Regions from separate parts of the Mus musculus genome. Here all the other regions are linked to region 1. Evidence: chromatin contacts called from public Hi-C data. All regions are on one chromosome and are shown on one strand. The core of a region is the stretch at or near the end of the contact, and the rest is flanking DNA. Distances in the headings are between cores, read along the strand shown.

Region 1 (3,156 bases), core at 601-3,100:
TGAGGCCAAGCACAGGGCCAATGCTTGTGATTCCAGCACTGGGAAACCTAAAGCATGAGAATCATGAATTTGAGGCCAGCCTGATCTACACCCATGAAGCTTCATCCCATAAAAACAGCCTGCACTACATCAAGAGTTTGGGGATAACCTGGCTTCTACACTGTACAGTTTGTTTTACTGGGGTTTTCTACTTGGTGGGGTTTGTTTGTTTGTAGACAGACCTCATGTACCTCAGACTGGCTTCACACTTGCTATGAAGTCAAGGATTAACTTGGACTCCTAAACTTCAGGCCTCCACTTCCCAAGCAAGGAGCAGAATTATCAACACGCACCACCATGTCCAGATTGGTATATATTTTACTGTTGTTGTTGTTGTTGACATTCATTTACTTACTCCGTGAGTGTCACCATAAACACACAAGGAGGTGGGTGGGGCGGGTGCCTGTGAAAGTTAAAGGACACCCTTTGAAAGTCAGTTCTTTCTTTCCATCAATGTGGGTCCTGGAGATCTAACTCAGGATGTCAGGATTGGCAAGCATCATTTCCAACTAAGATCTTTCCCAGCTCTAATATGTATTTTAGACATAGTATCTACCAAATAGGAACAAAAATAGCCAGTCAAGTCAGGGATGTAGCTCAGTTAGTAGAGTCCTTACCTAATCACACACAAAGTTCTCCGTTCAATCCTCACATCTCAGCCTCCCCTTTCTGGAATTACAGACAGGTACCATCATCACACCCTGGCTCTAATATCTTGGCTGTATCTTATAAAAGTAACTTTCTAAAAGGCGCTGATGAGCTGGCTTAGAATATTAGATTTAGTGATGGGGTGGGGGTGGATCCCAGAAATCTGTTTGGTCTTACAGACATGAACCTCACAAACTTGAAGACACCGCAGCTTCCTGATCTGCAGCGGACTCCAGGCTAACTTTTTAAGATTCATTTTTAGTTTATGTGTGCATGTGCTTATCTGTGTGTGGGTAATGTGCACTTCTAAGTGCCGGTGCTCACAGTCCAAAAGAGAGTGGAGAATTCCCTGATAAGGTTACATGGCAGCTGGGAGTCTTCTGACTGGGCTAGTGGGAACCGAACTCGGATCCTCTCTGCAAGGCACTCTTAACCGCTTGACTCTCCCTCCAGCTCCGACTGAGCTAACTTTTAGTTTTTGTCAGTTCTCCCCGTCGGTGGAATGAATAAAATACTACCCAACATGATCACCGGGCTAGACAAAAACAAACAGTAGCGTGGACAGGTTCAAGACAGCAACTAAACCGATGCCTGAGGTTTAAGTCTCTCGTGACCCTGGGAGATGAACCGGTCTCCTGATGACAGGGCCATCTCCTGTCTTCCCCTGCAAAGAGAGAGTAGCTCGCAAGCCCGGACTCCCAAAGGTCTCCTGATCGGCTTAGGCTCCATCAGACCAGAAACCAAGGCTCATAACCCTCACCTGCCGGCTCTCCCGGGTTCCAGAGGTGGCGGGGCAGGAGCTGGTACCCAGTCAAGGGCAAGAGGAGAACGGCTTGTCTGACCTATGGGATGCAGACCTGCCAAAAAAGAAAACACCACTCGAAGCGCTTCAACTTGCCCACTTCAACGCGTCCTCACCTTTCCTCCGGAGCCCACCGAGTAGTTCCGCGGACCTGTCCGGGTCTCCCTGACCCCTCAAAACCCTGGCCGCTAAGTCAATATGGCGGCCACGGCAACCTCTGTCAGCCCGACCTGGAGGACGGAAAGCCAGGAGGGACTAGAAACACAGATTCGACTGTTTTTCCCCGTCTTCGGACCTGTTCGGCAATTTCCGAGAGCGAGCCCGGGAGGAAGCGGAGAAGACGACTTGGACCTGCAGTTCCGCCGGAAGTAGCCGAGGCCTTGCGTCCGAGCGCTTTCGTTCAACTCCGGCTCCTCAGAGGGCGTTTCCCTTCGTTTCGGAGTCCTTGGAGCGAAGGCATTTTAAAATGCCTCCTTTATTAATTTTCTTCCAAAGACAAGGGAAGGCCGGCGGACGACCTGTGGGCCCTTTAGTTACCAAGTCGCAGTGGTACGCGGAGGACCGAGACTAGGAACGGACCTTGACCTTTAACCTCTAGCCGGGGCGGCGGAGGGAAACGCCTCCGTCTCTATATAAGGAGTTTTCCGGACGCTCTGGGTCCTTTTTTTCCCTCAGCGCTGGCCGCGGCCTCCCGGCGCTCTCGTCCTCCGCTTTTGCACAGCTCCCCGTTCCAGCCTTCGCCATGGGATTCGGAGACCTGAAAACCCCTGCCGGCCTCCAGGTGCTCAACGATTACCTGGCGGACAAGAGCTACATTGAGGGGTGAGCAGGAGCCGAGAGGCTGGGGGGCCGGGGCCACGTGGCGCGGGCTCGGCGGGAAGGAAGCGGGTCTCCGGATGCTGGGGGACGCCGAGTCAGTGCTCCCGGGGCCGGGATGCCAATGGAGCGGGACCTCCCGGGAGGGGCTGCCAGCATTATAATTGAGATGATGCTTGCTCTCCGTGTGCCCACGTCCAGCTGGTTCTTCCGCGTCTTTGGACAAGTTAGTTTGTTAGTTGAAACCTGTGGCAAGTCTGGTGGGATGAGTTCTCCTGGGTGGCAGATAGTTCTTGGGCTTGCCTAGATTCAAACATGTTCTGTGTCCTTTCAATGAGAAGCAACTTAGGCTAGCCCTGTAATTGTTCTCACTAGTTAGCTTGACGGATATGGGCTATGTCATTTACCAGCTAGTGTTTGTGTCTTTTCTTTTAAAGGTCTGTGCACTTGTTTTTGTGTCACTGGCAGGTACGTGCCATCACAAGCAGACGTGGCAGTATTTGAAGCAGTTTCTGGTCCACCACCTGCTGACCTGTGTCATGCCCTACGTTGGTATAATCACATCAAGTCGTATGAAAAAGAAAAGGCCAGGTAAAGGTATCTTTGTGCTACCTGGATTTTCACATGCAAAGTAGGGACCGGGTTAAAGTTGGCTTTAGCATTGCTGACCTAGTGTGAGCTGAATTTCTTTGTGACCTTACAAGGCCAAGAGACTGAAGTCCTCCATTTTCTCACAGAACAGGTAGAACATGGACAACCGCAGTTCACCTTTCCCACACCTCTCTGATCATGTGCTTTGGACCTGGGGGGGCCACCGCTGGGGTGTGAGGGTAGCTCGCTCATTCGGTCCC
Region 2 (3,361 bases), core at 847-3,346, 7.9 Mb after region 1:
GACTGAAAAACCTAAGTAATATTTATTGACACTTCACAGGGAAAAATTAATTCAAAGTCCTATATGAGCTTATATCCTCTAGTAGTTAAAATAAACTCATTTAGCAGAGTTTAATAAACTGAAAAAAAGAAAAACAAGACCACAGGAACCTCATATTCTCTGGACAACTGGATGTGGCATAGTACAGCCTGAGCCTAATTACTATTATCTTCAGGCCCTTGACTCTTACGGTAAGCTAGCTCGCTTAGTTTAAAAGAGCTGGCAGTTGGTAAAAAGGGAAACTGGTTGTTTAATTTTAGGACAACCTACAGATTATTCATATTACTTTATCTAGTTAGTCTCTTCCAAATGGCTCAGCAAGCAGACTAAATCATTTTCTCATCACATCTTTTTGTGTCCATTTTGGATAGTCACCACAGGAAACAACTTACATGTATTTAATTTTTTCTTGGGATCCCTGAGGCAGGGTTACAGAAACATTGGGAAGGAAGCTTTGCTCACGAATGGGCTCTCCATACTCGGAACACTGTTTGGTATGTATTCATTACATGTTTATTATCAAATCTCAATATTAGCAAATTAATATGTGAATGAGCAAACCATTATTACTGAGGTACAGAGAAGACCAAAGATGTGGCTGGAACCTGAACTCATGTGGTCTGACACATTCTAAGTGGAAGAATATGTGTTTCCATCTGAGTTTAACTGTGGTTCAACTATTTAAAGCAGTGGTTGGGTCTCAACCTTCCCTGATGCTACAACCCCTTCAATATAGTTCCAAACGTTGTGGTGACCCTAAACCATACCATTCTTTTCTTTGCTACTTCATAACTGTAATTTTGCTACTAAGCTGGGTCTCCGTTCCTAAGACCTAAATGTGTGTCCCAGTGGTCGCGACCCACAGATTGAGATCCAACATGTGCGTCATCACTGGCCTGCTACTGCAACTAGAAGTTGAGTTTCCGATGTATGTCTACACCCAGGATGATCCGTATGCTTTAGGAAAACACAAGCAGAACTCAGAACGTGTTCATGTTAACAGAATCGCCACTCTCCTAAGAAATACAATGCCATTCTTTCAAATACTAAGAGTTTGTAAAAAAAAAAAAAAAAAAAAAAAAAAAAGAATAATTTAACGTAAGTGCAAAGTTTGTTGCCAGTTAACTTTAAAAAAAAAAAAAAAAGTTGCAGTTAACACTGTATTTGTAGTAAAGACTGAAGGCTTAACATTCGCTACTGCCAAAGAGAAAAAAGGGGAAAGAAGTATATTTCTTGGTAGTATTCGATAAACAGCCTCAGGTAAGAAAGTACCACTTAGGAGTGCATTTCAGACTGAATAAAATCCAAGAGAGGGCATGTTGGAGGATCAGTGGTACAGGGCCATAATCTAACTAAGTTAAAATTGCGATGCTCAACAAACTGCCATCGCCAAACTACCGGTCACCAGGTCCCTAGCCTCCCATTCCCCACGCCGAGCCTGCTACTAGAGAAAGGACCAAAAGGTCAGCCTCACAGGGGCTGTTGTGCCCCGCACGCAACCACGGGACCACGCTCCCAGAGGACCGAACTCCAGGACCCCAGCAGCACTAGCTCGGCTCAGCTCCGAGCGTCACCTTCGGGGAGTGACCAACGAGCTGCGCTTTGAGCCACGCCCCGAAGGCAGTTCTCCCGCGAAAATTCGAAAAGTGCCGTTTGAGTCATCTTCGTTGCAGGTGGCTGGGAAGCCACTCAGAAAACTCAGGAGTGGGACACGGAGGGACAGACGACACTAGGTCGCCAGGCCGGTCCTTACCAGCGGGAGCAGCGCAGCAGCTTCTCCAGGCGGGCAAGCGCCGCGCGGCTGTGGGCCCAAAGCCCGTCGGTAGCCGGCTCCATGGCGGGCACGGGAGCAGGCTGGTTCCCAGAGCAGACCCTCGGCGGCCGGCGTGGCATTCCCACAGAGGAGGGGAGGTCAGGTTTGCTCTAGCGCCGCACCCCGCTGGTCACCGCCGGATCCTGCTGCGTGCGGAGTCTCTGAATTGGTCGGACGCCTCCGGCTCGGAGGCTGAAACGCGGTAAAACTCAGAGATGGAAGGACCCGGCTTTAGGCCACGCCCTCAAGGCCTGAGGGCGGGGCTTTAGTAATGCGGTCCAAGTTCCGGAAATGGAGAGGCGAGGCTTGAGAGGCCACGCCCTCAGGAGGTGTAGGGCGGACCGCGGAAACCAAAGTGCCAAGGCGCGGGGTTGAGGAGGCGTGGGGAGAAGTCACCTAGGCCTGTGGCCCTAGGAGGCGGGGTATAGCGCGCTCAAACTTCCTGAGCGGGAAACTGAGCGGCGGGGCCTCAGGCCACGCCTTCAAAGAGGCGGGGCTCCCCATGGGTTTCATTCCCACCCCCTCTCAGTTTACTGAAACTGTGCTTACCTAGAAGTTGGATTCTAACCCTCCCATAGCCTCAGGAGCTTGCCGCTGAAGCCATCTACAAAGAGTGGCATTCAAGCTACTGTTGAACTTGGACAAGCTTTTCCCATGACAATAAAAGTACTACCCTTTATATAAGAAAGTTCTCTTTTTCTCCTTGCTGTAGGATATAAGAATCCGCTAAATACTAAGTTTCAATTTCACTTTTTAACTAGCTGTAAATATCCGACCAAGGGCATCTCTTAGAAGTTCTGGTGTGCTTTTAAAATATGATAAACTGCATAAAACGTTTTTGTTTGCTAGAGGGTCTACCCTCCCCGGGGATTTTTTTTTTTTTTTTTTTTTTGAAACGGCGTCTGTTTGCCAACCTAGCTTAAACTGTGAAGCTAAGGGTGACCTTGAACTTCTCAGTTTGCGATCCTCCACCTCTGCGCGATAGGGGATTACAGATATGCACCACCACGCCCAGCTTACATGGTGCTGAACTGAGTTTAGAGCCTCCTTTATGCTAGAAGTATTCTACCAGCCAAATCCATAGACCCTCCTGCGGATCTGAATATTAACACTGGGCAAGCACAGCCCGCCCTCTCCACAGCTTCCAACCTATGAACACATTCTTGCATATCCCCTTTTATTTCTCTGTCTCTGCTTAACCGCCCCAGCTGCCTCTGTTTACCTTAAAGTTGTTCCTTCTTACTGGAATCCACACATCTGCCTAGATTGCCTCCCATCCTTAGGCCTCACTAAAGATATACAAGACATTACCAAACACAAAATTAGTCTTGGCACTACCCTGATTAAACTCTAAAGGTGGAAAGGCCTGGAAGGTCCTTTAATCCCAGCACTAGAGGCATGGAAATGGGGGGAGGGGGGGGGAAGAGCAGGTGGATCTCTGAGTTCAAAGCCAGCCTAGTCAACAGAGTTCTGAGACAGTCAAGACAAACCCTATCTCAAATAAATAAA
Region 3 (3,408 bases), core at 551-3,050, 9.4 Mb after region 1:
TGCAGGGGATAGGAAGAGCAAGACAGGTGCTGGCTAATTAGTAGCTGTTCACACTGTGAAGCAGGAAATGGATGCTGAGTAGTAGGGAAAACCAAAGATATAAGATTTACCTCAAATACTAGCTGTAAGTGTTGCAGCTCTAAGGAAAAAGGCTCTGCTACACAAGTTCTTATAGCTGCCTGGAAAGATTCCCCAATGCAAGTGTTATAGCTCTGCTCCAGAAGGGGATAGTTCTCCAGGCAAAGTGTTTTGCCAAAGCTCTGCTCTGTCCAAAATGTTACAGCTCTGAAGGGAAAGGAATCCTGGCAGTTGGGAATACCACAGAGTCACACCACACAACAAACTTGCCACAATAGACTTCTTGGAAGGTGGGAACTCAGGAGGGCAGCTGCCTCTGCTCCAGTGAGAAGCAGCAAAGGACTGGGCAGAATGCAGGGTTTATATAGGATTTCTAGAGGGTGGGTGGGATTTCCAGAGTGGCCTGGGACTCAAGGATTGGTGGGATTTTTTTTTCCTTGTAGGGTGGGGCTTGAACCCTCTCCAGCTACACTGGTACAACCACTAGTGACATCTGCAGGGCAGAGCCTGGCCACTTGTGTGCCTTGAGGGTTTATAACCTTTACAAAGTATACTTTTACAAGAGTTCAGGCACTGAAAGCCTTCCCCTGCCCCTTGAGTTGGCATGAATAGCCAACACTAGCAACATTCCTCTTCCTCCTGTTGTGGGCTGCTATTTTGATAGCTCCTGTGTTCATGATATCTTACTGCAGTCCACCTCATCGTCTCTTCTTATTAAAAAACACATCACATTTCCCTAAATGTCTGGTCATTTCCCCAATTAACTCTGTATTCAGAGATCTATCTCTTTGCAATGAGCTCTGTTTGAAAACAGAATCGTTTCAACCTTTCCGTGTACGCTGATGATAGAAGAATATTATATTCAACCATTGGAGGACAGAAAGAATGCTGTGCTCAGAAATGGAGTCAAGTAACCTTGATAGTATCTGATAGATGGGAGGGCTTTGGAATCAGAATAACAAAGTAGCTAAATACAGCCTGGAGAAAATTGTGGACCAGTCCTAGTTCCGTTTTCTCATTTATAAAATGAGGATAATGGAGCTGGGTGTGTGGTGCACAACTTTAATCGCACTCCAGAGAAGGATCTCTGTCAGTTTTAGGCCAATGATACATGTTAAGATCCTGCCTTTTGAGGAAAAAAAAAAAAAGATATAATAATAATCTTATGATGGTGCAAGTCTGTAGGAGGTGGAGGCAGGAAAGACATCCTCTGGTACAGGGTGAGTTCTTAGACAAGTCTGGGTTACATGAGTTACTGTCTATGTTTCATAGGTTGTAGTTCGGATTAACTTAAGTTCCTATTAATGATCAGCACGCTGACTGATGGAGGCTCTAAAAATTTCAATTCCTCTTTGGTCTAGGAAAGCAGATACTCAGCAGCGGCTGGGGCTTATAAGGACGGCACTATTAGAAACGGGTGTGCCAGGAAAATCTTTATTAAGTATCAAATCAATCTGGCTGTCTGACATGTCTGGAGACACCCCTGACACTGAACGCTCAGCCTTCCTTACGCCTGATTAAATGTTTGGAGAAACTGAGAGCTACAACTCCCAGGGTGCACCACACCTTGACCCGCCCACAACGTTACGCCTCTCAAATTCACCAACCTCCAATGGGCAGGCTTTCCGATTCAAACTACAAACCCCAGAAGGCCCTACACCAAGTGTACTATCACCCACAATTTATGACCGGGATCTGCGGCCGTACTGGCTGTTGGGAAATGTAGTTCGACGGTGGCCGAGCCATTCAAATGCCAATGGCCCGCTCCAAGATGGGTGAAATTGTAGCGCTTGAATTCTAGTTCCTCTAACAGTCCAACCAGAAGCGAAAACTGCCTAGGCAAGGCTCTGAAAGACGCTCCTGGTCTAGGGCTGTTCTGCTAAGGTGCCTCACCTTACTGGCCTCGCTAGGTAAGAAAGTGGGCTGCGAAGGAGGTAGCAGCATTGGAGACGGACGAGACCAAATACGGCAAGAGGAGGGAGCAGTGGGGACGGGAAGATCCAAGTGGAAATGCTAGAGGCAAAGTGGGGCGGGGCGTCCCCTTTTCTCAGGCACCCAGGATGTGCACAGGAAGGGAAGGGAAGCCCAGGTCTCAGCAAAGAGGAATGTCTATGTGGTGGTGTGCATTTGTGGTTTATGGTTTATTAGTTGGACCTCTCATTCCGTGGTCTCATCTCCCCAACTGGGTCAGTCAGCATACTAGGCCTTGGTAGGTATAACCCTAGTTGAATACAAGGCTGAGAGTTTTCATTGCTGCTGGCTGGCAGGCTTGAGTGTAACATCTGTGAGAGGAGATGTTTTGGGGTGCTTTGTCTAAAGGGAGTCTTAGCAAGGATTAAAATGTAAACCCTCTGAAGTCAAGAGTCTAGAGCTTTCTTTGACGGCTGGCGGTGCTACTGGAGTATTTCCTATGTTACAATCATTATAATATAAAAGTAACTTTTATCCTGTTGTAGTTGTCTGGGAGGCTCACTGCCTCCATCTGCTAACCTAGGCCTAGTCCTGGAAGCTTCTAGCCTCCTTATATTCTGATCTGGGCCTTGAATGTTTTCAGCCCCTTGAGACTTGCTGCTGAATAAACTCACCCTTTCGTGTTTTTTCTGAACTCTAGCTGGCTGGTTCAACTCAGCTGTTCTGGCTCAGACTTCTTTCCCCAGCTGACTGATTCAGTCTGGCTTTTCTCTCCGCCTCTGAATTGCTCTGTTTGGTCTCAAACTCTAGGAATCTGGTTCTAATCTTCTGGCTCCTTCTCATTCTCTTGCTCATTCTATCTTTACCTGTGTCTGACCTGTTCTTTCTTCAGCCTGTCTCTGTAAAGCTCTCCCGGTAAAACTGCCTCCGCCTCCCTCTCTGCTGCTCTACTCTTTCTCTCAACTCTACCGTATCCTGTGCTGTACTCTCTCCTCCTGCACTGTCTGTCTCTCCCTTAAGTGGCTTCCCGTTCCTCATGAGAGTTGGGCATATCCTATTCTGTCAAATCTTTCTGATTCTCGTCACTTTGTCTGCCACTCAATTAGACATCGTTTTCAACATGGGTGCTTTCTCCTACAAACTAACTTTACCTTCATTGTTTTGGAGTCAAAGGTGAGTACTAAAGGCATATCTGTATTCCAGCCAGAGGGAATGTGTCAAGGGCTGGGCCAAACCCTAACTAGAAACTCAAGTTCAACTATCCTGTAACATTATAAGGTAGTGCTATTTGGGTAAGGCTTAAGTCAGACCCAGCCAGAGAATTTGGTGTTCAGGCCCCTGCATCTAGAGCATTGTAAAACTGGTTCAGCCTATAGGAAAATGTCTAGGGTAAATGAAATCACAGTACAGAATAAATGT

What was found. A called contact is a pair of places that touch in the nucleus more often than the background predicts.
Region 2: a Hi-C map of pre-B cells shows a contact between it and region 1, with 7 times the contacts expected there. The contact joins the promoter of Bard1 here to the promoter of Eef1b2 in region 1. A contact is called at or near these places in 1 of 39 promoter capture datasets (pre-B cells) and 1 of 484 Hi-C or Micro-C datasets (pre-B cells).
Region 3: a Hi-C map of CD4 T cells shows a contact between it and region 1, with 4 times the contacts expected there. The contact joins the promoter of Smarcal1 here to the promoter of Eef1b2 in region 1. A contact is called at or near these places in 1 of 39 promoter capture datasets (pre-B cells) and 1 of 484 Hi-C or Micro-C datasets (CD4 T cells).

Annotation. Positions count from the first base shown.
Region 1 is chr1:63,174,981-63,178,136 of GRCm38.p6, forward strand. Eef1b2 (eukaryotic translation elongation factor 1 beta 2) reads left to right here and starts at 1,851. Exons shown (of 6, transcript NM_018796.3): 1 at 1,851-2,311; 2 at 2,774-2,896. The coding sequence starts at 2,232. Ndufs1 (NADH:ubiquinone oxidoreductase core subunit S1) reads right to left here and starts at 1,842. Exons shown (of 19, transcript NM_145518.2): 1 at 1,606-1,842.
Region 2 is chr1:71,100,876-71,104,236 of GRCm38.p6, forward strand. It overlaps Bard1 (BRCA1 associated RING domain 1), which reads right to left and starts at 2,097. Exons shown (of 11, transcript NM_007525.3): 1 at 1,793-2,097. The coding sequence starts at 1,932.
Region 3 is chr1:72,581,451-72,584,858 of GRCm38.p6, forward strand. It overlaps Smarcal1 (SWI/SNF related matrix associated, actin dependent regulator of chromatin, subfamily a-like 1), which reads left to right and starts at 1,801. Exons shown (of 17, transcript NM_018817.2): 1 at 1,801-1,988.